Linked DNA regions of Mus musculus: all the other regions are linked to region 2. Evidence: chromatin contacts called from public HiChIP or PLAC-seq, Micro-C and promoter capture Hi-C data. All regions are on one chromosome and are shown on one strand. The core of a region is the stretch at or near the end of the contact, and the rest is flanking DNA. Distances in the headings are between cores, read along the strand shown.

Evidence for each region. Promoter capture Hi-C pulls out the DNA fragments that hold promoters and counts their contacts. Hi-C and Micro-C count contacts between places; a contact is called where the count stands out from the background. HiChIP or PLAC-seq counts read pairs in DNA pulled down with a chosen protein or histone mark.
Region 1: an H3K4me3 HiChIP or PLAC-seq map of embryonic stem cells shows a contact between it and region 2, with 9 read pairs. The contact joins the enhancer-like site here to the promoter of Dleu2 in region 2. A contact is called at or near these places in 3 of 484 Hi-C or Micro-C datasets (B cells, the G1E-ER4 cell line and Th1 cells), 23 of 115 datasets of contacts at active chromatin or transcription factors (the SCID.adh cell line, SST interneurons, T-cell acute lymphoblastic leukemia and 15 more) and 1 of 9 other capture datasets (embryonic stem cells).
Region 3: an H3K4me3 HiChIP or PLAC-seq map of embryonic basal ganglia shows a contact between it and region 2, with 5 times the contacts expected there. The contact joins the enhancer-like site here to the promoter of Dleu2 in region 2. A contact is called at or near these places in 10 of 115 datasets of contacts at active chromatin or transcription factors (SST interneurons, bone marrow-derived macrophages, craniofacial prominence and 7 more) and 1 of 9 other capture datasets (embryonic stem cells).
Region 4: a promoter capture Hi-C map of pre-B cells shows a contact between it and region 2, with 8 times the contacts expected there. The contact joins the promoter of Tnfrsf19 here to the promoter of Dleu2 in region 2. A contact is called at or near these places in 2 of 39 promoter capture datasets (the C10 cell line and pre-B cells).
Region 5: a contact with region 2 is called in an H3K4me3 HiChIP or PLAC-seq map of embryonic forebrain, with 5 times the contacts expected there. The contact joins the enhancer-like site here to the promoter of Dleu2 in region 2. A contact is called at or near these places in 14 of 115 datasets of contacts at active chromatin or transcription factors (SST interneurons, astrocytes, bone marrow-derived macrophages and 10 more).
Region 6: a promoter capture Hi-C map of hippocampal neurons shows a contact between it and region 2, with 8 times the contacts expected there. The contact joins the promoter of Dleu7 here to the promoter of Dleu2 in region 2. A contact is called at or near these places in 3 of 39 promoter capture datasets (the C10 cell line, hippocampal neurons and pre-B cells), 16 of 115 datasets of contacts at active chromatin or transcription factors (astrocytes, bone marrow-derived macrophages, craniofacial prominence and 13 more) and 1 of 9 other capture datasets (embryonic stem cells).
Region 7: a Micro-C map of embryonic stem cells shows a contact between it and region 2, with 3 times the contacts expected there. The contact joins the promoter of Fam124a here to the promoter of Dleu2 in region 2. A contact is called at or near these places in 3 of 39 promoter capture datasets (embryonic stem cells, hippocampal neurons and stem cell-derived epiblast-like cells), 5 of 484 Hi-C or Micro-C datasets (embryonic stem cells and muscle stem cells), 2 of 115 datasets of contacts at active chromatin or transcription factors (astrocytes and extraembryonic endoderm stem cells) and 1 of 9 other capture datasets (embryonic stem cells).

The regions. Positions count from the first base shown.
Region 1 is chr14:62,348,980-62,352,686 of GRCm38.p6, forward strand. Rnaseh2b (ribonuclease H2, subunit B) reads left to right here. Exons shown (of 11, transcript NM_026001.3): 4 at 1,421-1,497. Among named protein-coding and RNA genes, the nearest start is that of Rnaseh2b, 19 kb to the left of the region's middle. Within about 2 kb of position 1,997, at least 10 of the 459 cell types and tissues checked have an H3K27ac peak or open chromatin away from gene starts, as enhancers often do. A contact at or near this core is called in embryonic stem cells, where this site is marked.
Region 2 is chr14:61,680,513-61,684,318 of GRCm38.p6, forward strand. It overlaps Dleu2 (deleted in lymphocytic leukemia, 2), which reads right to left and starts at 1,861. Exons shown (of 7, transcript NR_028264.1): 1 at 1,598-1,861.
Region 3 is chr14:62,387,792-62,391,544 of GRCm38.p6, forward strand. All of the region lies in intron 2 of Gm46457 (a long non-coding RNA gene), which reads left to right. It also overlaps a transcript of Gucy1b2 not described here. Among named protein-coding and RNA genes, the nearest start is that of Gm46457, 10 kb to the left of the region's middle. Within about 2 kb of position 1,845, at least 91 of the 459 cell types and tissues checked have an H3K27ac peak or open chromatin away from gene starts, as enhancers often do. A contact at or near this core is called in SST interneurons, embryonic basal ganglia, embryonic forebrain and 2 more, where this site is marked.
Region 4 is chr14:61,044,550-61,048,512 of GRCm38.p6, forward strand. Tnfrsf19 (tumor necrosis factor receptor superfamily, member 19) reads right to left here and starts at 2,306. Exons shown (of 10, transcript NM_013869.5): 1 at 1,566-2,306. All of the region lies in intron 2 of Gm41167 (a long non-coding RNA gene), which reads left to right.
Region 5 is chr14:62,414,580-62,418,289 of GRCm38.p6, forward strand. Gucy1b2 (guanylate cyclase 1, soluble, beta 2) reads right to left here. Exons shown (of 17, transcript NM_172810.3): 8 at 2,621-2,732; 9 at 1,322-1,425. Among named protein-coding and RNA genes, the nearest start is that of Gm35468, 24 kb to the right of the region's middle. Within about 2 kb of position 1,687, at least 57 of the 459 cell types and tissues checked have an H3K27ac peak or open chromatin away from gene starts, as enhancers often do. A contact at or near this core is called in astrocytes, embryonic basal ganglia, embryonic forebrain and 4 more, where this site is marked.
Region 6 is chr14:62,290,471-62,294,400 of GRCm38.p6, forward strand. It overlaps Dleu7 (deleted in lymphocytic leukemia, 7), which reads right to left and starts at 2,509. Exons shown (of 2, transcript NM_173419.2): 1 at 2,058-2,509. The coding sequence starts at 2,480.
Region 7 is chr14:62,553,451-62,557,476 of GRCm38.p6, forward strand. It overlaps Fam124a (family with sequence similarity 124, member A), which reads left to right and starts at 2,287. Exons shown (of 4, transcript NM_001243857.1): 1 at 2,287-2,464. The coding sequence starts at 2,403.

The DNA.
Region 1 (3,707 bases), core at 747-3,246, 670 kb after region 2:
AACTTTTTAAACAGATGGTTTCTCCTGATTTCCTGTCACTGTTGTTTAATAAACACATACTTTAGACCGTCCATTCGTCAGAAGAGAAGTTGTTCTGTGGTTCAATTTGGAGGTTTTAGTCTACAGTTCGTTGTGCCAGTTGGTTTTGTGTTATGAATTCATGGTGGCACCATGTGGCAAAACCACTTACTTCATGACCAGGAACCAGAGGGGGTGGGGAAGACCCCATGGTCCCTCCCCCTCCAAGGGATCTCATGCTGCCCTCTGGGACCTCTATGGGTGCCTGGATTCAAGTGCACATGCATACACACACACATAGACACACACATGCATAATTTAAAGAGAGAATAAACCTAATTTCTTTTTGGAAATGCATGTAGTGTCTCTATAGCTCTGGGGGTGGGAAGTACACTGTCCCCTCTGCTGTAGCTGTGCCTACTCAGGTGGTACATGAGAGCTCCGGCTTCTGCTCTGGCATGCTTAGCTGGCCTTGGCTGATAGCTGCAGAGCATCAGATGGAGACTGGAAAGTGGAGGGGAGCAGTGATAGAGCCTGGACAGTCTGGCTCGCAGACCACTCTTTGACTTTTAAAGAGCAGTTTGATTTCATTCTGTTAGTCCCGGTGACCAGGAGGTTGTTATTCAAATCAGAAACTGGGTTGCTTTGTTAGATATTAAAGATAAATGTGTGTCTTTCCTGAAACCAAGAATAAAAGGTTGGGGAGAGGCAAGAGAACTGCTTAGAGCTGCATTGATGACCACACCATTCCTCAAGTGTGTGGGAAGGGGGGCTCTGGGGCTAGGAGAGGAAGAGGCAGAGTTCTCACTTGGCCTGGGGAGCACTGCTTGCTCTTCACTCTGTCTTCTCAGGCAGGGTGTCATCTGGAGTGTGGACAGCACAGGGAGCCTTGCTTGTCACCCACAGTCCACAACCAGGAGCCACAGTAGAAGCTCCAGAGCGTGCTGGGTTTTCCCAGGGCTCCACCCTCCTGCACGGGAGGCAGTGGGTCTGCAGTTTTACAGGATGCTTGACCTGGCCTCCTGAGCTCTCTGGCTCACCATTCTCTGTGCTCCCCCACACTTCTACTCTCTCCAGTGAGACCTATAGGAAATGATTCCAATGGTGAAATGAAAAGTCGTTTTAACTCTCTTCCCTCGGGATTTGAAGCCATTTAAAGTAAAAGCTCATGGTGCGTCTAGACTGAGGAAGGCAATCTAACTGTAGGAAATGAGAGCATTTAAACCAAGGTATTTCCTGAGTTTGCTGATGGAAAACACAAGCTGCTACACGTGCTGCCACGGGGGCAGATGTCACATTTCTGAATGTGGGGGTTCACCACATTCAGTTCACTCTGATGGGTAAGGTGACCAAGCGGTCCTTGTAAGGCATACAACTTCTCTTTGTTCCTTCTCTCCTGCAGGGGGCCTTCTCCACTTTGCCACACCCATGGATCCATTGTTCCTGCTCCTTCACTATCTCCTAAAGGCTGGCAAAGAGGTGAGCTTCCCATGGCGGGTGTCTGAAGGGGAGCACAGAGACACTGCTTCTCTTTTTCAAGGTGCACTTCAGTTGTTAGAACAGGTGCCCCACATGTAGCAATGAGGGTCGGAGTGCCCTTCCCTCCCTGGAGAAGCAGCACCTTGATGGTGATCAAGTCTGATCAAGTTACTGTGACTTCAGTGGCCTAGCTTGCCACTCTGTACCACAGTGGTAGCCATGCATAGCAATGAAAACCTAGCACTAAGTGCTTAGCTGTGAATGTTAAGAATTCAGCTAGGAAGGGAAGATTTCCCCCGTGGGTGAGTGTCTGAGAAATAGGTAAACTGGGTTCTGCCTAATAAATGCCGACTAATGGGGAGCTTAGGTGTGTGTGGTTGGGACGTGAGGACCCAGAGCAAAAGCACTCCTTTCTCTCAGCGCTCAGTCTCAGGCTTTCCGTGATGGTGTCTGTGCCCAGAGGTGTACAACAGCAGAAACTGGGTGAGTGCACTTCCCTCACAGGGAGCCCTGAAGACACTGCATTCAGGCTCCAGATTTGAATAAAATCCATTGCTTTTAGTACCTGAGCAGGGATATCAGGTTTTTTACTTGTTTAGTTGGTTGGTTTTGGTTTTGGTTTTGGTTTTGGCTTTGGTTTTGGTTTTGGTTTTGGTTTTGGTTTTGGTTTTGGTTTTGGTTTTGGTTTGTGCATGTTTAAGAAGATATCTTTTATATGTATGTGTGCCTGGTACCCATGGATGCCAGAAGAGAGCATCACTGCTCTGGGAACTGGAGCTACGGGCAACTGTTAGCTCCCAGATGGTTCTGGGAGCTGAATCCAGATCCTCTGCAAGATCATCAAATGTCCTTGACCTCTGAGCCGTCTTTCTAGCTCCCACCATCCCCCAAAGCCAGGATATCTTAAGTGAAACTGGCAATTTAAAAGCTGTAAGAATATGGTAAAAGCTGGGGTGCTTTGGTGTCCCTGCCTCAACACCACCAGCTAAGGAGCCCCATCTTGCTAAACATCATTTCGGTTACCAGCATCATGCCAACCTCATGGGAATGCAGGTAGCCTTTTAGAATTACTATGAATATAGATTTGAGCTTGGAGTTCTCTTAAAGGAGAACTGGGAGCACTCAAGTTCTTAAAAATCAGCTCAGTCAGCTTAAAATCTTTGAGTTCACAACTTTAATGAGTATTGGTTGAACTGCTTAGATAGAACTATCTATTTCTTGGACTTTCATATTTACTTATACAGTAAACGCTTCTGGTTCATTGTATTTGGTCTTTAAACCGAATTCTTAAAATTTATTTTATAGGCTAACCGACTTTGTTATAAACACTGACAGTCACAAAGCTCGCCTTCTTCCTGCTTTGATCTGTACACTTTCTGCTCCTCCCTTTGCTCTTACCTGAGAGCTGCCATGACGGTCAGTACACTGGGATCCACACACGGTAGTGAGGCTATTACCACTCATGCCTCTGAGCCACAGAGACTATTGCCAGGAAGCTGAGGGAGGAGTCAGCTTGTGCACAAGGCGGATGTTCTCTAGGGGAAACTAACAGGGAGACGCGCACCTCAGCTTAGTACAGGGCACTGCCTCCTCATCTCCTGTTAAGAGCAAGACCCGGTTTCAGTGCTCCTCAGTCTGGCCTTCTAGGAGCTACTAAATTCAAGGTGACAGATGCAGAGTGAAGCAGAAACGTTGCCATCCAGAGCCCCTGTGCCTTTTCTTCTTAAGTCCTGGATGTGTAACACTTGGGTGCCTAATGTTTCTTCCCTACATTTAGATGGCGTCGTGTCTAATTTAGTTATTAAAATTTTGTTCCCACTTTTAAATTTGACTTGTTCTTTTTAAGCACAGCCTTTCACACCAACTCTTATTAACTTTATATTTAAAACATATTTCTTGTTTTGCTCTTTTGTGGACATGTAGCAAAGAAAATAAAAATATAATAACAATAATGAAACTTCTATCGAGACTATAGTGCCATTCATGTCAGTATTATTTAAAACAGCGAAGTATAAAAATACTGGTTGATCATGGGAAACAAAACTTTAAAATAGAAACCTAAAGAATGCAACACTGGGGAGCCTGGGCTAGATGGAAGAGCATTTCAGTCAGGCATTTCTGGCCTTCTAGCCTAATGGAAAAATATAGCAAGTTATCACGTGTACTGTGAAAGAAATGACAGGATTCACCTTGAAAACCAGAGAAAATCG
Region 2 (3,806 bases), core at 611-3,110:
GACCAGACTTTTGACACTAGATAAATATCACACATCCCTTCCTGTTACAGAATATAGTGCAGGGACTTTGCCAGCATTTAGTTTCCCCTTTTATCATTCTAATATGGGCATTCTATGTTGCAGGTGTCTAGGAGAGTCAGTAACCTACACCGAAAAGCCAGTTAATGGTCATGACAGTCCCCAAATTCTCCATTTACTCCGGGAAATGTTCCACTTTCACTGTTCTAAGTCTTCTCCTTACAACACAGATTCTAAGAACCAAGTATTTTTCTTTCCTAAGACTTTAAATTGTTGCTTCTTAGTAGAGATCTTTGCTATAATAGGGCGGACCGATCCTATCGAAGCGTATTTCCCCGCTCTTAACTCATCTACCTATAAATAGCGCCGCTCACCGAGCTGAGTCACCAAAACCCAGAGTTTACTCAAAATAGCTCTTAAGGACTGCTGGAATTGAGTCGCTCCAGTGGTGACAGATTGACCACACACCCATCAAGCTGGGCCACGGACCAGAGCCATAGAACTGGCTCCTAACCACCAGGCGCCCAGAGGGCTAGTCAGGCGAGTAAGACCCTAGTCGCTGGGATCTCGAAGTCTGGACTCAGGAACCAGCTAGTGGCCAGACTCCGCCTTGACGGAACAGAGTCCTCCCCGCCCTTTTGGAGCTGGGAGCCGCGGGGGGCCCGGCACCCGGCACCGCCCTCGCCCACTGCTCACACAATGGGGCGCGTCGAGGGGCGGCCCGGCTTGAGCTTCAGACCTAGCCCTCATTGCCTAACTCCCGGTTGTTGCCAAAGCACCTGATGACCTCAGACTATTGCCCACCCTCAGGAGGGTGCAGAAGCTTGGGAGCAGCAGCCCTGGGGGGGGTGGGGGGGGGGAGAAAACGGAAGTGCCACCCCCTGCAGGCAGGGTGGTGACGTCACCCTACCGCCAGCCTGTAGCGGGGGTGGTTGCCCATCACGTGATCCACGCCCCTCAGAATCCCGCGCGCGCGCTCCCTCCCCCCCCTTTTCAACTAGACTCCCACCTCTCCCGCCTCCTCTCCCCAACTTTCGCCCTCCCTGCTCCCTCACCGCTGTCAACAGCGCCAGCTCCGCCCTCCCCAACGGCGAAGCAGCGGGCTCCTGAGTTCAGGTCCTTGCTCCCTGAGCGCAGGGTGCCCCCCTCCCACCCTGTCCCCAAATTTAGGCGCTCAGGGTGCGTGGGCCTCGGGGGTGCAGTGGCGGCGGCGACAATTCTCCACTCATTCCTCCCACCGTGGACCAGGCGGACTCTGCAGGTCTGCGTTCAAAGGGGACCGAGAGACGCGCACGGCCTCCGGGGAGCCCCCTCCTCTCACCCTGCGGCCCGCCTGCTCTGCCAGCTCCGTCTCCCGTGGGGGCCACGCGCAGATCTCCTCCTGGAGCCCCTCACTCTCTTCGCTCCGTGCACGCCGGGGTTACAGCTTTGCTTTTTTTTTTTTTTTTTCCTTCTGTCGCTGCTGCTCCTCGTTCTATTTCCTTACCGCCCCCCGCCCCCGCCCCGGTTCCCTTCTAAAAGTGGAGGCTGGAGGAGGGAGAAAAGCAGCCTAGAGTCGAAAGGGGCGGTGCGCACTGACCTGTCAGCGACGGAGGAAGACCCCCGGTCTGGGCGAGCTCTCCAGCCAGTGGGGGCACTGGAGCGCAGGGCTCGAGCGGAGCGGCGGCTGCGCTCGACCAGGTGTCCCCTAGGCCGGTCTGCGCCGCCCCCTCCCTCGGCGCCGCGCTCTCCGCCCCAACATCGGGGACCAGGGAACCCCCCAGCTCGATTTTTTGTGCAGTTTCAGCAAAGCTCCGAGGAAGTTGGTCCTTTTGTTCCACTATTTATAGATTGCGTCAACATTGCGAAAAGAAGAAGGCGGAGCGGTGGCCCCTCCCCCGCCCCTCGGCCCGCTCCCAGGAGAGAAAAGCCCCAGCACACGACCTAAGTACACAGCGCGCCAGCCGCCCGCCCCCGGGCCTCCTGCTCGCCACTTCCCCCTCCCCCCGCCCGGGCCCGAGCGCTGCCAACCCCGTCACGTGCCCTCTCGGGAAAACCAGCTCCCCGGGGCTGTGCGCCGCCCGCCTGGTTCCGTGGCAGCGGCCTCCGCCCTGCGGCGCTCCCCTGCTCCTGGCTGGGGTCGCCGGCCCGGGTGGTGTGCACGACCTGGGGACCCGCACTCTGACCACTCGACGGGGGGTGGGGGGGGGGAATTTCTCCCGGACCCGAGCCTTGCGCGCGGAGTGGCCCCGAGCGTGCCGTTCGCTCGCTCGCTCGGGCGTCTCTACCTCCCTCCGTCTCTGGGAGCGCCACCGCCCTACTTGCAGAGAGCGCGCGCGTTTGGGCCTCGCTTTGGAGCCCACGGCCTGGACAAGTCCCTGTGCCCCCTACGTGCGGCGGCTCCCGCAGGCGTCCGCTTGCTAGGCCTCGCTCCCCCGGCCAACGGGCGTGAGGGGTGCGGGGGTGGCTCGCAGCAGCTCCCAGGCAAAAGCGCTGGGCGCGGGAAGCGCGGGGCGGACGCTCTGGATCCGCAGGTGCAGCTAGCTTCACGCTAGCTTCCTTCTCGCTTTCCCAGCTGCTTAAAGCCCCAGGCATTTGCGCATCCGACTCCTTGACAAGGGAACGCGGTTCTTGAGGACTTACTCTTTGGTTACAGGAGTGATTGGGGCAAACCATTACAAGTTGCCTTTAAACCCCGAGGACGAAGTGATAGGCCCCTCCAAACCCCGAAGTGAAACTGAGCGCCCTGCTGGCCTAAAGCCTAGGCGGAGGGCTCAGTGTAAACAAAAAGTGCGATAAACACCAAAGGAAGGCCTTACAATTAAGGCAAACTAAGTGGTTAGTCTAAGCGTGATTAACTTCTGTAGCTTCTAGTCCCTTTCCTAAGTAATTGATTTCAGAACGCAGTTTTACTTTTCAGGATCAGAACATAATAAGTTAGCTACCAGATCACTGATTCAGGAAAACAGGCTGAGCTCGGATGAGAACAGGAAACGCATCGGACTTTCCCAGCAACTGGAGAGGGGTAAACAGTCTAGAAGAACTCCCCCCATCCCACTCCCCCGCCCCAAGTTCGGACCACCACCACGCCTCAGCACGGGCACCTACCTACTGTGAGGGGCTTGGAAGTTAGGTATAAGGGTGGGTCCAAACCTGGTAGAGCTTTTCCAAGAGTCAGATGGGGGAGGAAATAGATTTGCCTAGAGTTGAGAAACCTTTCCAGATTTAGGCCCGCTTGCTTTCGCTCTCTCTATTTCTATTTCTTTTCTTTCTTTCTTTCTTTTTTTTAAAGGAGAAACTTTAGATTCTAAAGCTTAGAACGTGCCTTCCAAGTTTGCTATGTGTGTGCTTGCTAAAAGAAGGAAGTGAGACAATATAAAGTGAACTTTTGCAGCACTCGCTTCCTTTCTAAAGTTTGGAGCTGCAGGCCTGATAGGCTTTGGTCGCCCACACCTGGCGGTGTGCAGAGCCTAGGGCGGGACCTCAATCTTCCCCATCCTCTGCAATTTATCCAAAGGCCCTAGCTACTCACCTCCCGGTCCTTGTACCCTTCATTACTCAGCATTTGGAAAACAAACCTCTTATGAATGCAAATTCGTTTCTTTGACACTTTGGTTGCAGCAATAGCTACAAATCACGTTTCTTTGCATTTAGTAAACAAGTCAGGGCCTCCTGGTCCTTCCCACTCTTGCAAGGGTCAGAGTTTGTCAAGGCATGGTCATGGTTGCCTTACCCCGTCCTCCGACTAAGGCTCAGCGGCACAGCTATTTTGTTAAGACACCGGCTTTCCGCCCCCACTTTGTTCTTTC
Region 3 (3,753 bases), core at 595-3,094, 710 kb after region 2:
CACTAAGAATATTTTAAAACAGGTGATGCTGGCATCGTACAATAATGCCTTGAGATGGGCACATTCAGTCGAGATGGGAAAGGTACACGTGCAGTGTCCAGCTTCCCATCACTAATGACACTGACAATGGTGAGGCTCTGAATGGCCTCCACTGTCTCTCTACTTAGCACAGAGGAAAACACATGAGGACGGGGAGATTATGACTGCATACTGTTTATTTACCACTTGCAAATCTGTTTTGTTCCTAATGTGTCCAGTTTTGGTAGATTTATACAATGTCTCTAAAACAGGGCTTCACAGTCTTTCAAAATTGGCATTTGTAGCTTTGCAAAGGGAGTAAGAGCCCTGCGTAAACCTGCTTAATTTGTTTATCATATGCTGAGTTTAAAAATTACTTTTGGGATAGAGTGGGGGGTGAATATGACCAAGACATATTTTATACATGTATGAAATTCTCAAAGGATAAATACAAATATTGTATTTTTAGAATCATTTTTTCTGAGAGTTACAGAATCCCCTATATTTTTCTGTTCTAAACTGCCACAGCTGTGCATAATCTAAAACCACAGCTCAGGGATCTGGGGGAGACTCCAGGGTCTGCTGGAGTCAAAGGGTCAAAAAACCTCTAAGTATTTGCTCCACAGCCAACAGGAGCCCTGACTAGACCTGGGGACACCGTAGCCTGTGGTAAACTATAAATGTATGCTGGAACACTTAAAGCTGGGACTTCATGTTTCAGTCTCTTTTAATAGCTGGACGTCTCCAGTGAAAAATCACACTGTAACTTTTCTTTAGGTCTCTCCTGTTCTGTTCTTGACAGCACATATCTGACTGGAGCTGCTGTGTCAGGAGTACAGTCTCTGCTTCCAACACAGAGACGGCTCTAGCCAATGGCTGAGAGCTAAGATCAGAGTTGGGGTAGGGTGGGTCTGAAGGCCAAGTCCTAGGTCTGTACCTCAGTTTCCTGTCTGCGCAGTGTGGCTAAAAACCATACCTGTGTAATGCTCAAAGGACTTCAGCTGGGTACCACAATGGTCCTGCTATATATGTGAACCCAAGTTCCTGGGTAGATGCTGATGGCTTAGATAGGCCACTAAGATCTAAGAGAGTGCCATCATTAGACCCCACTGAATGCAGACATGGAACTGCTGTCATTTCCTCCTCACCTCACATCAAGTTGAACCCCTGAGGGGAAAGAATTCAGAATCCTCTGAAAATTTTCGGACTGCACCATGCAGAAACTCAGAGCAGTTTCTCTTTGGGAGACAGAGTCTCTCAAGCCACCTTTAAAGAATGATTCAGCCAGTTGGTTGACATATCATTATCACATTTTGAAGTTAACACAGCCCCAGAGTCTATGAATGCTCACCCCACAGTTAATTATTCTTGAGTTTTTCTGTGCTCTCAAAACATATTCTACTTATGTAATGATCCCTCGGGGGAGCACCAGGTGCCTTTGTCCCACAGACAGGGCCAGCTGTGTAAAACCTCTGCATCTGTCAGGTTTCTCTATGTGGCACATAATTGCCTGATTTCCATCTGAAAGTGCAGCACTGACATTAAAGCCACATAGAACCCACCATTGATAACAATGGCTTCCCGACACCTAGAAGAAGCATGGGGGGTGGGGGGGCAAATAAACATGCTCCCCAAATGAGCGCTTGCCTTCACAGGGGCTGGGTCTGAATGTACAGCTGCAGATGAAGAGAACAAACCAAGAGGAATAAAGGAAATGAAAGCTACAGATTAGCATTCGGCTGTCTCAGCCAGATGGTCTTCTGGGGAGAGCGGTCCTCCGCTTGCTTTCTTCAGTCTCCAGGCTAGCACACAGCACCCACTCTCTGCAGGGGCAGCAGTGATCTCACCCCTCAGCCAGGCAACCCAGTGAATCACTCACTCTTTCTTTCTCACACAACTGTGAGCCAATGAAAACTTGAAAGTGAAAGAAAGACTAAGAAGGGATTGGGGGGTGGGGGGGCGGGGAAGCCAGGCATCTGTGATGAATGAAAAAGTCTTAGCCTAGGAGAGGGCTAAGATACCAAGACTGAGGGAAGTGTCGGGAAGCATCAGCTAAGGAAGAAGAGAGCCACTGAAAGAGAAAGCTGTAGACACCCCTCCTCCTCAGCGCCCAGAAGCATTGCCTCCAGCATCCAGGATTGCCATGGTATTCAGGACCTTGGGGTCCTGGCTTTTACAAGCTTGGGCTTGAGGTCTGTGCTCCCAAGGTAAAGAAAGCAGTGGCCTCTTCTCAACTTATTTAGAAACTGTCGCCTCCCTCCATGGCTAGACGCCAATGAGTCTGCCAGTCATTGGTCTGAGGACCAGCCATCTGCCACCATCTGGATAGACCGTGCCTGGGCCAGGTGCCCTGAAATGGAAGAAGCTAGGTGGGGCAGAGGCAAGGGAGGGGGAGGGGCAGGAGCAAGGCAGGGTTATGGGGTAAACTGAGCCTGCAAAGCTGTAGTTGTAGAGGGCAGTTCCCTGGAATGCTCTACTCTGAAAAGGGCTCTACCGACAGTCACCACCAAGCCAAGTGTTCACTGCTCATGAGCAAGCCTCGTATTTGAGTGGCAGCCCAGGTCTGCTGCTGGCCATGAGACAGACCACCAGATGGTGTGTGCCAGGGCATAGATGTTCTATGAGCTAATCGATCCAGTAGGAGTTAATACATCTAACTTGGGTCCAAGGGCCTCAATTCACAGAAGATTCCAGAACAAGTGAAGGTGCATTTTGAGGTTTTAGAGGCCCTGTGAGCAAGCACTTTAGCAGCTCGCCAAACTTCCCAAGTGTGGTGGTTTGGATGAGAATGGTCAACCTTCCCCACTGTGATGGACTCTGAGCTCTCTGGAACTGTAAGCACAAATAAAACCTTCCTTCTATGAGTTGCCTCATAGAAGTAACAGAAGTAGCATAAGTAACATAGCAATAGAAAAGTAACAAACACTTCCGAATACCAGGAGATTGTCTGTAGCAGTGTTTAATAGAATAAATGTCAGCTGCAGGGTGGTACCTATCACAGGATTGTCTTTCTTTTACAGCTGGAAATGATTATTTAAATCAAAATAAATGTGGAACAAAAATTGTCCTTGTTTTTGGCCTGGACTATGGTACCTGTCGCACAATTCTGACAGTTCTAAATATAATGTTCAATGAAGTAGCATATTGTACTGTGACCCCAGCCAAACAAGCTTGCAACAAAATAATCCAAGATCCCGGGCTCTGGTGTTTCTCCTTCCAAACTTAACTGAAAAGGCTTCCCACCAAATGACCAATTTGGTCTTGGTCTCCCAGGTAATGCCACGTCCTCAGAGTGGTCGTTCTAGCTAGGGCTTTCACTCAAGACATGGCTAGAGAGTTTCAAAGGAAAGTAGATGGAGACAGCAATGAGCTATGAATTCTGCTGTCTTTCCTTCCCCTCACTTAAACAGGGAGATGCCACACTTAGGATCAGGTTTTTGTTTGTTTGTTTGTTTGTTTGTTTTGTTTTGTTTTGTTTTTCGAGACAGGGTTTCTCTGTGTAGCCCTGGCTGTCCTGGAACTCACTCTGTAGACCAGGCTGGCCTCGAACTCAGAAATCTGCCTGCCTCTGCCTCCCAAGTGCTAGGATTAAAGGCATGCGCCACCACGCCCGGCTTAGGATCAGTTTTTAAATGCCCCAAAAGGCAGGTTATCTGATTATCCCTAACATTGTTGACTTGATGGCACTTCCAACATAGAGTGGGGATTCCAACGTGACTCTGTATGTCTCCTGGG
Region 4 (3,963 bases), core at 1,056-3,555, 640 kb before region 2:
CAAATATGCAAAGTGGCTCCGATTATCAGAGGAAAGTTGTGAAAGTAACTTAATTAGTTAGATGAGAAAAAAAAATAATCACAAATGAAACAGGAGTTTCAAGACCTTTCATCAGTATTTCAGAATGCAGAGCAACTATTCTTATCATTTACATTTCCTTGTTGCACACCTAACATAAAACAGACCACTGTGACAATAATAAAGTATTTTACCAAGTAAACCCAGGGCCAGAATATTAGGATGGGCCAATGTAGGTACAGAGCTCTAAGTCCTATTGTCCTGAGTGTCTGAAGTTCAGTGTAAAGATGTGTGTGTGTGTGTGTGTGTGTGTGTATCTGTGTCTGTGTGTATGCATGTCTTTGAGTGTGTTTGTGTGTGTGTTTGTGTGTGTGTCTGTCTGTGTGTGTTTGTGTCTGTATGTTTGTCTATGTGTGTGTGTTTGTGTGCATCTAAGTGTATGTCTTCATGTGTGTGTCGGTGTATATCTCTGTATTTGTATATCTGTGTTTTTGTGTGTCTGTGTGTATGTGTGCTTGTGTGTCTCTGTGTGTCTCTGTATTTGTGTGTGTCTCTGTATTTGTGTGTTTCTGTGTGTGTTTGTGTCTGTGTGTATGCATGTGTGTATGTGTATGTGTGCGTGCGTGCGTGTGTGTGTGTGTGTGTGTGTGTGTGTGTGTGTGTGTGTAGAAGTTATGAATTCACAAGTAGCAGTTAACTGGCAAGCTGGGTGCCCAGTATAATTTGGTTTTGTAGGGCACTAATTGAAGTGAAAATGTGGCTAAAATACTTCATGTAACATAATAACTGTTGATTGCCAGATAGTTTTGGTAAACAGTTGGCAAATTGTAACTCACAACAGCTGTCACTATATATTTAGAGTAAATGTTAATTTAAGAATATTAACCTCGGGAGTGTTTCTGTAAACAAAGCTTCTCCTATTTTCAGAGGTTACAGAGCCTGGCTTGGGTATTTTTAGCCAAACCTAACGCAGCTTGGCGCTCCCTGTTTCCGAGTTCCTCCGCTTTACACTTGAAAGGCTTCAGTCCTAAATGCCTTTGCAGAGATTCCCTTGGGAATGCGAATGGCAAGGACACATGTGCGATAGATTCACATCTCCCGGAGGCCGGAGAATAAAGTAGTAATATTGCTAGGATTGCTAGAGAGGAGTTTTGCTCCGTAGGGTGGGGGGAGATAGGGGAAGAGAAAGGAAGGTGGGGTGGGAGTGAGGGGGTGTTAACAGAATCCCACCGTTTCTAAATAAAGTAAGAGGAGGTTTTCCAGCCCAGCTTCCAGCGTCTGAAACCCTGCTGGCAACAAACATTAGCGAGGCTCTGTTTTTGTCCTGTTGGAACTACTCACTTCCAAGTAAGATTTGCATGACAGATATCAAACTCTTGTGCAAACCGCGAAACAATTGCATCAAGAATCAAATTCAGTTTCACGTGCACGCAGCCTGGTGCTGGACTTGGCTTCAGGCATGCTTGCTGGGAGCTGATAGCCATTTTTCCCCCTTTGAACATGCGAGGAAAACGCAGTGAAAGTTCCAACCACACACGAACGCCTACCTGCTACTCGCCAGTGCTGTGCTCCAGACTCACGCTTTCCGCAGCTTGGTAGCACTTCCGCGCCAAACGCTTTTACCTTCCCAAAAATGTGTGTGGGCGCAAGCCCAGACAAACTTCAAATCCAGGAAAATGGATTACCCGCGCAGATCAAAGGCAGGCGAACTAGGAGATGGAGTGCCTGTAATCTGATCGCCGATCAGTTGCTGCGCATCAAAGGCAAGGCTGAGTTTACTCGCTACGCGCGCAGATCTAGAAAGTTCGCTACCGTCTGGTTCTTTTGTTAAACGTGGGCCACGTTGTTCTGCCCCAGCTCTGGAGAGCAGGCTTCCCCAGCCTGGGCTGAGCGGCTGGATCTGCAGCTCTCTCTCGCGGTGCCCCAGCTGGGCTGCCTAGTGCCAGCGCTGCTGCGCCGCATCCCTTTCATCTCGCTGAGTGGCAGCTCCCATGACATCATGCCGTGCCGTGGGGCTGGCCGGGAGAAGCCAGTCAGCCTGATTTCTAGTCGCGTTGGTCTGTGCCTCGCCCGCGACAGCCCTGCAGTGTGTCTCTTGGCTGGGAGGGACACACCAGGACTGCTCTGGGCCTCTGTGCTCCGGGCCTGTAAGGTCCTGGATCGTTGCAGGTTCCAGTAGACAGCATCAAGCCGCTGCCTGTGACAAAAAGCACGAAGTCCCTACCAGAGCAGGGTAGTCCGAAACGCAGCAGAGCGGCACAGCAGTGTTTAATTAGGCCGTTTCTCCGAACACCTGCCTTACACCGCCAGGGTCACAGGCAAACGTTTTAAAAAGCTTGATTCCCCACCCCCAACCCCACGCGCGCGGCTCCCCACCCCAACACACACATACTGCGACAAGTCTTTAAGAATTAGTAAAATGTCTTTTCCTGGTGAAAGTATTACAGGTGGCGCCAGTCAAGTATGGCTTTCATTGAGTGAAGGAGTGGATACTACAACTTACAGAGATACCGCCACTAGCTCACTGGACACCTGGGTCAGAAGCTTGTTAATCTAAATTTGGGGTCCTAATAAAACAACAACAACAAAGGATGCCTTCCTTCTGAGTTGCAATCATGGATACCTCTAGCGACTCCTAAAAGTCACAGAAAGGTGACTTAGAGGAAAGCATTTGCTTGCAATCACTCCACAGCTTCTGTCCCAGGCAAAGCACAAATCACAGTTTGGATCCAGCTGAGAAATCGCCACCTTATTTTCTGTACTGTAAAACGGAACTTAGTGTCCGTTGTTTAGAATACCCACGAGGCTGGTAAAGCACTGTGGTCGGAATGTGGCATGTTTTTGAACATGGAGCTGTTTATTCTGGGAGAGAGAAAAGATTTCCATTATATGATGGAACTGCATCTGTTTGCAGAAGGGCACTGAAAAATATCATCTGCAGCACCCTTAGAGGAACCCACTTCCTTCCTGTGACTTCCTTCTCTTATCAGTTGCATCTCATTTTTCCTGGTGTGATATTTAAAAATAGTTTATGCCCTGTCTATCTCCAGCTGTCTTTGATTCCTGTGTAAATCTTGATGGCAAAATACTTGGTTTGTGAGTTCATTGTAACACTTAAATAGATCTATTTGGTTTCCAGTATTTTTCCCCAGTGGGAGGTGGAGGCTGAACCCCAGGGCCTGTTCATGCCCTCCATCTCTGAAATGTCCCTGAGACACATGGGGCTTACTTTGTACTTGTTTGTTTTCTTTTTCCTTTTCGAGACAGGGTCTCCAGTGTCATGAGCTGGCCTCAAAAGTGCTGTTTATTCAAAGACAGCTTTGAACTCTTGATCCTCCTAAAGGCTGGAATTACAGACATCCACTGCTACATTCAGTTTATGTGATTATGGTTTCTGAACTTAGGGCTTCATGCATATTAAACAAGCACTCCACCAATTGAACAATGTACCCAGCCTCACATCCTTCAAATGAGCAGGCATGCTTTTGCATACTATCCCAAGACACCTGTACCTACAGAGCTCCTGAGCTCCAAGGACTCATGAAATCAGGGGCAAACTATTTCCAAGAAGGCTGACTTTTCTCTGAGGTAACCCAGATGTTCCATGGTCTAGGGTCCATGCCCAGAGCCTTCATCAAGTTTGCTGTTCCAGAGCCAATGGAAACTGCTAGGTGCTCTTATCTCTGGGTGAGCAAGTTGCTTACAGGTCTCTACAGTTTACCACCCATGGGAAATGGGCAAGGATTGAATTCAGATGCTTATGTTTCTAGAAGCTTCCAGAAGGCATCTGGAAGCTACAGCTTCAAGGAACACGCCAGTCAAACCAGCTCTACGTGAATCTCACAAAGCAACACTGGTTGCTCAAATGCCTTAGCCCTATGCACTTGAGTTGGTCTTTTCTGAGACAAGAACTATCCATGTGGGAAATGAATCAACCCTGATGTT
Region 5 (3,710 bases), core at 437-2,936, 730 kb after region 2:
GAATAAACACACCAGGACTGTAATTTAATGTCAGCTGCAGTCAGATCTGCAGCTAACGTTGGAAGAGGCATGAAATAGGTTGAGGTGATCAGAAGTATAGTCAACAAGGCCAGTAGATCTTCATTCTATGCTCTCTCTCTCTCCCAGGACAATGTTTCTCTGCTCCTCTAGAGAATGCCCAAAAGAAGTGTGGAATGGGGACATTGACATCACATGTCTAATACCAGCATAGTGCTTCAGGGCCTTTACAAACCATAAGAACTCAGGCAAGCTACAAAACAAACCTCGTGTATCATTCCGTTTCTGTTATTCTGTACCCAAAAGTTGAAAGGGGACCATTTAGAGCAGGTTGGATTGAGAACATTAATGGCACAAGTAATAGTAACCTTGTGGCTCTGAAGAATTGCTGGCATTCATTGACTTATAATTCTGCCTAGGGGTGTGTATTTACCGCTGTAATACCATCACTTCTCTGAGGGAAGATACTGTCCTTAGGTAAGTGCATGTCGTCGTTAGTGTTCATGCTGTAGTCAGCTGGCAGTGGCATGCAGATGAGTTCCAATAAACACTAGAGATATTCATAGTGGCTGACCTGGCACTTTTGACTAAATTCATTTTTGCCTACATGCCCTTTAGGTAAAAAAATTTTTAAAGTCAGCTCAGTTCCTGTGTCTACATCATCTATATCTACATATGGTTTGCTTTGTCACTCGCTACGTAGCCCATGCTGATTGTGAACTTAACTCTTGCCTCAGCCTCCTGAGTGCTAGGATTACGGATGTGAGCTGTCACATGCAAGCTCAAGAAAAAGAAAGATATTTTTATCCTGGGAAACTGATAGCAATCAAATTTAAATGCTCATTCTCACAGCCACCTCCACCCCACTCCCACCCTCCCCACCCCCCAGAACACAGCATAACGCTCTACTAAGACGCAGGAAATGAAGCAGGATGGGATTGCGGGTCTGCTGCAGTCACAGGGGGTGGCAGGTCACTTTTACGACCATGGGTATAGGCTGCAGTCTTGGTGTGTCTTTCTGGAGTGAATTTTAAAGTCTTCCTCCAGCTTTTCTTTCTGATCATAAGCTTTCCCATTTGTTCGCTGGTTCAACTCCCTTGCTATGTTTACCTTAAGAAGATCATGAATTCCAGACGAGCCTATAACATAAAGGAACGTCAGGAGACCCTCCAGGGCAGAGTCTAGTCTCTTGAGCCCTGTGAACTCAGGGATCTAAGACCTTACAGCTGTAATGGTGGTGAACTGGACTCTCCAACCCTGATTTACGCCCTATCCCAAGCTTCTGAGTGAAAGGGTCTCTTACTGCTTCGTCAAAGACAACGTGGAAAGGAAAAGCATTGCAGAACACCTCCTCTTCAATCCACAGTCTCTCAGGAAAGACAGGCTGGAAGGTGTCCCCAAGGGGCCCTGGACACAGAGAAAGAAAGCCCTAATGAGCGGCCCTCACAGAGCTGCTCAGACAGGGTTAGAATCTTAAGTGTGTCACAGGCTGAGTGTGATTCCCACTCTTTAGCACAGGCTCCCTCAGCTTCTCCAGATGGCCACTGCAATTATTGTCCAAATTAAAACAAACAGAAAATTTGCGACCAGGTTGAGAAGCCCTCCTGCCCCCTGCCAAGTTTCTGCCTGCTGCTGAAGAGTTAGTTTCTGGGCCAATTGAGTCTGTCTCACCATGAAAACAGAGCTGGCATTGAGACGGTGACAAGCGGACAATGAGCCAGAAGAGGAGCGAGTGTGTGTCGGGCCCAGCATCAGGGACATTTGCCATGGAGCTTTATAGACTGACAGTTTAGGGTGGCACGTGAAAATTTAACCAACAGTCCCATTTGGCAGGGGTTGCAGATTCTCAATGGAACCTTTTTGATATGAAAATCTCCTAGACAAAGGATGTCAGTTGTGTTTGCTACAGCTTGAAGGACTCAGAATGCAGCTCTTTGAGCCCTGCAGACCTTCACCCAGATGCCTGTCATTTGACCTACCAGGCCATGACAAGGAGCATCTAGCTCCCTTCCTCCACTGGGGTCAGAGCTCTGATTCAGACTTGAGTTAGGTGCTGGCTGGCAGGTCAGCTCAGTGCCCAAAGACCTGCTGTGATGACCTTACCACCTTTACTTTGTAAATGGAAAGCTGGAAGGGATTGCATTGTCTCATGTCACAGAGACAGAAATGCACTTTCTTGGTTCTTGCCCTCTGTCCCTTGTACTGCTGGCTAGCTGTGGTTAGCCACTGATTTCCAGTCCAGAAACACATCCCAGTCAAGGTCTGGGTCCAGAAGCAATGCAGAATTCACTGTGGCTAGTATGTCTGTGCCCAGTCTCTTCACCACAGTCAGGATCTGGGACTGAGTCCAAGCTAGTGGCTTTCCTGATTACAGAGATGACAGTGTCTCCATGTCACCCAGCACAAACAAAAGAGCTGATTTGTGGCAAGTTGGAAGCTGATATTTAAAGTTAAGACCACAGATGCCAAAGCCAAGCTCTGCGGGAATCAGGGGCTTTGAAATTGCAGGAAGCTTTGCCCTATTTGTGTATGGGGCTCCTCCCCTGCAAAGCAGGCAGTTGTCCTGATCTAAGAGTTGAAGCCAGCAGAACAGCACACCTACCTTTTCCAAGCAGGACTGATGCCCTCACAACAGCTGAGTGAGATTTCTCCCCAGGGCAAACAGGGATGCTTAAATACCTCTCCTTCTTCCTAAGGAGTGTTCCCTGAAGAGACTGCAGAGGGAAGGAGATGAAGCACAGGTACCTGGTCACAGGACTGGAGATGAACAAGCCCTCCTGCTGCTGCTGCTGAGCCCATCTTTATATACGGAAGCATGATGGTGGCTGAACGGATAGTGTGTGTGCTTACAAGGTCACTTCTAATCAAGAACCTGGAGCTCTCAGGTGTACTCATCAACTCCGTCTTTCTACAAAAGGCAGCTAGATATTTTTTTTTCAAGATCTCCAGGGAATCCTTAGATGCTCATGCTTTCCTATGTGTTGCTCTGAGACTATGTCCCAGGGTTAACTAGGAAATGTGGAGAAAGCAGTTGGAAGGATGCTTTCCTCAGCCTTCCTTTACAGCAGCAAAAGATTTGTAGCAACTAAAGATGCACAGGCGTGGGCTAGTTAAGTATGACAAGGAACATTTGGCAGAGGGAAGATGTTCACACACAAAATGAGCGTCCTCTCGCCACAGGAGATGCCTCTCCCTAGACAGAAAGTGCATGGCTCTTAGTGGACCATGAACTGATCACACAGCACACATAACCCTCCCCTAGATCATTGAGTAATTCCCAACTTGGGCCAAGTGAGTATGCAGGGGGTTTGTGGACTTTTTAATGGTTCAGACTATGATGCATTAAAAAATGACCAGTTCCAAAAATGATCTTAGCGTCTATCCAGTTCTCCAAATCTACTAGATAAACAGCGTGTCAATCAATATTCCACTCTTGAAACTCCTCCCACATCTCAGGACCTCTTTGTTTCCTTCTTCTTGGATGTGAGACAATAAACTCAGAAGCTACTGGCTCAGCGTGGCTTTGGTGGCTGTCATTTGTCTGGGACCACTCTCAAAAAAACCCACTTTCCTTGAGGTTGAATACTCTCCAGTGAGCAGATACTTACAGCTTTGCACACTGTGAGACATAACCCCACAGGCCTACAGGAATCAGTCCTACCTGTATGTTTGAACAGGCCACATGGACTCAG
Region 6 (3,930 bases), core at 1,259-3,758, 610 kb after region 2:
TCAGTGTCTCTAGCTGCCAGCCTAGCCTCTTTGCATCCTGCATACAGTCTGTTTGCATCACACTGCCATGTCTTGAATCTAAGAAGTACTCACAGTTCCTGTTTTGAATGTTCTCCAGCAAAAGGCTCTATGGGGCTGTATGGCTTTTAGAGGGTGGGCCTGTCTGTTGGAGGAGGTCCTTTGAAGATTAAAGGCCAGGCCTAGCCCTCATTCGCCCATGTCCTTCCCTGCTTCCTAGTCTCCATGATGGCTGACCACCAAGGAGCAGTGCCACCATGCCCTCCCCCAGGGGATGGACTAAAATCTCTTTGCAACTGCTAGTCAAAAATATATCTGTCACTGGGGAAATAGTTCTGTCGGGGAGTGCTTTGCCTGGCATGACTGGGGCCCTAGACTCTCTCCCCAGTGCCATGAGAGAGTAAAAGACATGAAAGCTAGACCAAAATCAACTTCTCCTCTGCTTCTGTGAGGCTTTGGGTCTTAGTGATCCCAAAGCAACCAATACACACATATATTTCTAACATGTTTCTAATATTACCCAGTACTTGAAATTTTATCAGATACATATTCTTTTCCTATCTTAAAATCAATGAAATTAGTATGTAACTCACAACCAATAATGTCATACATTGGCAGATTTTAAATAGTTTCAAGGGAGGGAAAAAAGAAGAGAGACGCCTCAGACATTGCTTGGTGACATTTGATTTGAATTTTTCACACAATATGATGCAACAACTCTGGCTTGTGAAGTAAGAACAATACCAACCCTTAAGGAATGCAGCAAACTCTCCTCTCAACACCCCACCTCCTCCAGACTCCCAAGTACAAGGATGAGAGACGGCGTTCCTGGCCACAACTTGAGAGCCAAAAGGTCTCAAAGAGTATGGCCCTAATACAGTGACCTAGTTTGATTTCTATTGCTGTGATAAGCCCAGTGACCAAAAGTAACTTGAGGAGAAAAGGGCTTATTTCCATTTACAGTTTGTAGCTAGCTCTTCATGAAGAAGTCAGGGCAGGAACTGGAGGCAGGAACTGGAGCAGGTGGCATGGAGGAGCCATGGTCACTGGCTTGTTCCCTATGGCTTTGTTCAGCTAGCTTTCTTATACAGCCCAGGACCAGCTGCCCAGGAGTGGCACTGCCCAGTGGTTTGCAGGGTCCCTCCTCTATTCTCTCATATCAATCATTAATCAAGAAAATGCCCCACAGACTGGTCTACAGGCAATCTGATGCCAGCATTTTTTTAAAAATTAAAGTTTTCTCTTCTTTGATGACTCTAGCTGTATCAAGTCAATAAAATCTAACTAGCACAGTCAATTATTACATTAGTTAATGGCAAGGTCAAGACTGGACCCCAAAACCCTAGCCTCCTAACCTACCTCAGGTCTCTTCCCAGTTCTGCCGCATACATACAAGCTGGCTGGTCCAGCAGGAGTCTGGTACTATTAGCAAGGTTGTCAACATCTGGGACCACCTGCCCCCAGCCCACTTTATGAGGATTTGAGTTGATTCTGTTGGGTCTCTGTGCTCTGTGGAGAACTGGAGTCATGCAAAAGAATTGTGATTCACAGGTGTGAAGCAACTTTAAAAGTACACGATGTTGTCATAATACATGAAGCCGGGGACTTGGGATGTATTCAACGCTTTAAAGGAAGACCGTAAGGTTGGAGGAGAAGCTGATTTCCACAGGTAGAAAAATGACTCCTGTGACAGGTGGGTCTTGACAAGGTTTTCCCCTCCACACCACACTTGATGCACAGACTTCTGCCCCTCCCCCCGAGCCCCCCTCCTCCCCCCCGCGCGCACTCACACACACACACACACACACACACACACACACACACACACAGAGGTCCAGGTCTAGTTCCACGGTTTGGCAGACCCCAGGTAATTAGTTCTCAAGTTCTCTGTCCCACATGCTCAGTCCTCAGTGCGCTTCTTCCTTTGCCCCATCCACTTCTCCGCTCACAGCAGGTTGACCACACCCTGCTTGGACTCCAGTGGCCCAATTCACTTCATCCAGGCACTGCAACCCAGAGAGGAAGGCAGGGAGACTCACCTTCAGGTGGACAGGGAAGGGCCGCTCCTGCTGGAGAGGCCCAAGCAGAGTCTGCTCTACGCTGACCAGCTCCGAGGTCGAGTCCACCACCCGAGCCAGAGCGCTGCGCATCGCCATCCGCGCCAAGGTACAGGGCCCGCGGTCCCGGGGGAAAGGCAGCAGCTCGGCGCCCCCCTCTGCGCCCCGCAGCCCGCCTGCCTCGGGGGATCCCCGCGCTCCGATGCTCCCGCGTCCCAGCCCCCTCCGGGTCCGCAGCTGGCCTGGGCGACGAGCCTGGGCGATGGGCACGTGGTCCGGGCCGCGCGGGCTCCCTGGGGCGCTAGGACCGTCGCCCCAGCCCCACTCCTGCTGTAGTAGCTGCAGGGTCTGCAGAGCCACCATTTGGTGGCTGATGGAAGCCACTAAGGGCGCAGGGCTGGCCATAGCCGGCTAGCAGCTGGGCGCTGACGAGCAGGTGGAGCGCAGGCAAAGGAGCCTGGCGGCGTTCGGGGTCGCGGGGTCACATTTTTTCTAACTCTATGCTTTTCCCTCAGCGTGTGTGGCCCGCCCCGCCCCCGGCCCGCAGGTGGTGACCCGCACTTGCCCCTGCATTCACTGCCAGGCAGAATGGGCTCAAAATGACCCAAAGCTGCCTGGAGCCTGCTCGGTGAGCGCTTGAACCTGAGCCAGATGCTGAGCTCTGGTTCTTCCGCCTCTCAGGGCTTTGGTGGGGAAACGCTGCTTTGTGCGGATGTATCTATCCCCAGATACCCCGCCCCCTTCCTCCATGAAGGATGCCAGCAAAGAACGGCTTAAGGCAGTGAAGGCCCATGGGTCTGTAGTGTTAAAACCTCAGCAAGTCATTAAGCATGCCCAGAGCTCCAACCAATCTCACAAAGGACAGTGGTGGGCTCTTCTCATTTCCCTGAGAGCATTTTCAGAAACACCTTGAAATAGCTTTCAAGGCCTTGCAAATCCCCAAACAAAATATATGGACTACCAAAGTATCTCCAAAGTTCAGCCCTGGTTGCTTAGTTCCCTACGGGTACTGATATCCCAGATGCAGAAATGACATCAAGGTTGAGTTGTCATGAAACCCAAGCCTGGCACTGCTCAGATGAGGAGCTTGACCGTTTTGTGTGGAAGGCCTCTGGTAGCAAGGTCCAAAGTCAATCCTTTGATGGAGCAGGAACCTCAGGAGAGCTGCACAAATACCTATTTTTAATTACATCAAACATGGCTGTCTCCTTTAAGTAGAGGGAAAGAATGGATGATTTTAATCTTTCTAAAGGGCAGCTATCGGTGGGTTTTGTTTTGTTTGGTAGGTTTTGTGTTGTTTGCTTGCTTGCTTTTGAAGGCATTTGAAGGGAATAGTGAGGAGAGCTATCACAGACAGTATCTTTTTCTGCTTACTTTTTGCAAGGAAAACTTGGAGAATCCAGTGATGCAGCACAGCAGAGACAAGGGCACAGCGCCAGGAGAGAGGACTCATGGGGAAACTAGAGGGGCAGGCAGATGGAGGGTGTGTCTTGTGGGGTCAGTTCTGGAAGCTCTCTGGATGGAAATGCCACTGGGGTGGTCTTGTCAGTACAGAAAGGTGATCAGTAAGGGCTATGGGGGCCCTTGTTGACTAGGGGAGTTGACCCTGAGTAATCCTCCCGACTCCCCAGCAGTGGTTCTTAGGATTCTCAGTGTTTTCTTCCCCTCTGAAAACCAATCTGAATCAATAAAGAAGTTTTCGTAAGCAAAACAAGCGTGTACATGCAAATTATATCCAGGTAAAAATGCTAGTCTGTGAAGCCACAGAGAAAATGACTTTGGAGAGAAGCAGCTTAATACTGATTCATTTATCTTGCCATAAAGTTACTTAAGTTCATATGCAGAAATACAGAAA
Region 7 (4,026 bases), core at 1,037-3,536, 870 kb after region 2:
TATCGTCTGATAACGTGCTTGCTTTTGTGCTGTTTGCTTTTCTGGGTCAATAAGATGACTTCTTTCCTGGTAAAATGCTGTTAAAGATGTCTGACATCCTTCATCCCTTTCCCAATGCCAAGCTCTAGGTGCTGCTCAGTAAGCACAGAGCAAAAACCTTTGTTAGGGACAGGCACAAATCATAAGTGTCAGGCACAGACACACAAGAGACAGGCTGGCCGGCCACCACAAACTACAAACACACAGAAGACATGAGGCACACGTGGAAAATTCAACTGTGGGCTTTCTTTCCCTCGGCCAAATTAAACCAACATTCCTTAAAGTGAGATCAATGTGTTTGGCGCCTCTGAGGTTCTGTTTAATGTTAGCAGATGCATTTTGATTCTTTATTGGGGGGGGGGGGAATAGAGGAAAGACTTAACAGGTGATTCGCTCACAGGTTGAGAATTTTCAGTTCGTGGCTGCTCACCTCCAAGGCTTTTGGCCTCATGCCACACAGGGTGTGTTAGGGCAGAGGTTCTACCCAGCGGGGACAGGATAAGTCCCCAGTGACCTACTTCCTCCAGCTACACATGCCACACACATGCACACACTGTCTAATAGTCCAATTAACTATGAATTCATCCAGGGATTGATCCATTGATGAGGGTAGCACCTTTCTGATCCAATCAACTTCCCAAAAAGCCTACCAGCTGCCCACCAAGCTTCAGATGACGTTTTTAGATTCAAAACCACAACACGGTAAATCGGCTTAAATCTTCCTTAAAGAACTATTCCTTTGTTTAAGCTAATGAGCACCAAACTGAATATAACACATCCATTTTTGCTTGTTTGGGGGAAAGAATTTAAGGTTTAGGGAAGGCTATTCAGATTTGGCATAGGCACACTTACCGATATTTTTTTTTCCTGATCGATACTGCATTTCTACTCTGCTTTTGTCTACTGCCCTTCTCTTTTGTGTAATGTGTTTAAAATTAGAGTCCGAAAGCAATGACAAATATGTAAAGTGGGAAGAGCAGGAGAGAGAGAGGGAGAGAGAGAGAGAGAGGGAGGGAGGGAGGGAGGGAGGGAGGGAGGGAGGGAAGGAAGGAAGGAAGGAAGGAAGGAAGGAAGGAAGGAAGGAAGGAAGGAAGGAAGGAAGAGGATTGTTCTTCACAGCTTGTCACACAGAAGTGACACCGCTGTGCCAGTTGAGAGGGCATGCAGGTAGCTAGCCTTCACCTGGGACACTGACAGCTCCCGTAACCAGTACTTGGCATGTAGCAGAACTCACACGCAAACTGTTTTACAGACATGATCTCTTGTAACTCAAAATGGAGGTTCAGGGACGATCACAGACGTGATCTCTTGTAACTCACAACAGACAGAGAAGATAGCAGTAGCCCAATATGCGAAAAAATTAAGGCTCCAGGAGGTTAAATAACTTGTCTGAAAAGAAAAGATGACAGGGTCATAGCTGGTTGGCAGAACATGCTCAAGGTTGCGTCTTCAGCACTACCCTACAAAAGCGAATACGACATACACTTAAGTGCCTTCCACTGCTTCTAATGACAACACCACCAGAATTAAGTCTAAGTTGTTCTTACCCCACCACCGCCGCCGCTCCCAAGTTGCCTCACTGGCTAGAGTGGAAAAATGACTTCCTGCTACTTCAATTATTAACCCATCCTAAGGGATGGCTGGGTTTAACAACGTCAATGTCCATCACCCTCTTGCTGCCAGACCCCTTTGAATGGAAGCACACCCAGGACTCTTCGTGTTATTTTAAGATAGATAACAAAAGAATACATTCTCTAGCAAGTTGGGTCAGTGAGCAAGGCGATAATGAATTCAACGTCTGCAGTTCTGAGAAACACCCACGTGTTTTAACTGGTCCTCAAATGGCGATATCACACTCTGCCCTGGTTGCGCTGGTGGGTGTTTCCCAGTACTGCTCGCAGAATGGGGCTGAAAAAAATCTCTGGGCAAGCCCGGGGACTCCAGACTCTTTACTGTGGACCCAGGGGAGGGCAGCTTTGCTACTAGACTCCATACATGGGGCCCGCACCAGTCACTATAGAACGCACAGCGCTGGCATGCACCAGGCGGGTTGCAAGATAAATACTGCACGCCCACTGCACTCCACGCCCACTGCACTCCTCGCTCATGGAGAGAGTCCATCCCCCGGCACCTCCCGCACTCACGCTCGCGCTCGTGCACACGCGCGCATCCCGTGCACCCGCTCGGATCCTCGCCTGGTGGCACCCGGCGCGCCCGCGCAGCGCCGAGCGGAGGGCGGGGAGGGCGCGGCCGCGAGAGGGCGCGGCGAGCGGCTTCCTCGCGGGGCCGGGTTGTTGCGGAGGCCGGAGACGAGGCTCTCGGAGGGTCCCCGGGGCCGAGGGAGCGCGGACGGCACGCGCGCCATGAACCCGAAGGCGGGCGGTGAGGAAGAGGACTGCGTGGACTCTGGCGCCGAGACCGGAGGGTGAGCTGAGCCCAGCCGGGCGGGGCGGGAGCTCAGTACTTGCGCTCGGGAGCCCGAGCTGGGGAGGCAGTCCTGGGGTTGGGGTGCAGTATCTGCGAGCCAGCGGCATGGTCTGTGGTTGCCTGGGTCAGGGTGGGAAGGGGCGAGAAGAACCCCACCCCGGGCTGCTAGGTGATGGGACCCGAGGTTCAGCGTCGTTCCTCGCAGCCCTGTGGCCCCACGGTGCCAGGTTCAGCCACTATCCCCCTTCACCTAGAGATGCGCCTGCACTTGTTCCAGCCAGGCAACTCTGATAGCTTTGGAGCCCCAGGCTGCTGAGGAGGAAAGCAGGTGGAGAGGGTGGGACACCAGCACAGGAAAAAGACTCCGAAGCCGGCTAGGAGGACTTCATATCTCACTTATACTGTGCTGCTGAGCGGCCTCTCCACCCCGCCAGCCTGGAGTACCCACAGGATGCTGTGATGGGGTCTTGTGTGCTTCAATGGACTCAGTAATTAGCTCCAACCTTTGGAGGCTAATTAGTCCTCTCCCAACAGCAGTTTTCCTGAGTAGGACAAAAGACGGAATGCATTTTCAGAAACCAATGTCCCGTGATGGTCTCCACCCAGCCCATATCTAGAGGATTTTCCTGTGCACAGTCAGCACCACAGCCAGGATACAAGTGCTACCCCAGTAGGAACGTGTGTCTTTTCCTATCTAGAGAAGTCCTGCTAGAGGTCAGGGGCTACCCAGGCTACAGAAGACCTCGGAATTCCTGGAAGGTGGAGAGGTTTCAAACTAATATTAGGATTTGGCAATCTACTGAGAACAGGGAGGGAGGCCAGTTCCAGAATGGACCTATGTTCTGACCTAACCCACGAAAGCGTCCCTCAAGCTCGTCCTGCCTCCCAACCCCACCCCTCCTTGCAGCCTTCTCCACCAGCCCAACCCTAAATCTGGACTGTCATTCTTCCCTACACAGCAGGCTTTCTCTTGTTACCCAACCATGGTAACCGTGACAGAGGAGTAACTTGATTTGATGTCCCCACCCCTGCCCACCATTGCTTTTGCTTCAATTCTGTTGGTGTACAGTTGTCAACTTAGTTTATTTCCTGATATTTTGGTGCTGGAGTTCCAACCTAAGTACAATAGACAAGGATTCTTTCACTAACTCACACTGCCATTATGTATCAACTTTAGTTGACCATCTTTGGCTCTTCTCCCCTCCCCCATGGTTAGTTGAACCATGAATAGAAGAAACAAAGCAAATATTGCCTGCTGTGTTATAGTTGGCATGAAGCAGTCACTGTCCCACTAATTTTCAACTTGAAGGGCTTACCTAAAGCAGATGTTTGCCCAAGGGTCTTGCCTTGGAGAAGAGGAAGTAGCGCTGTCTTTGAGGGGTGTCTTCACCCTAAAAGCCAGACTAGTATGACTACCAGGACACTTGGGATGAGCTAGTTAATATGGGGACACCCGTGCTTCTAGTTCCTACTTGTCATTAAAGAGTGTTGCTGTAACAGGACATTGTTCAAAGAACTCTTATTATGCCACTAGAAAACGTAAATTAATATGTAAGATGA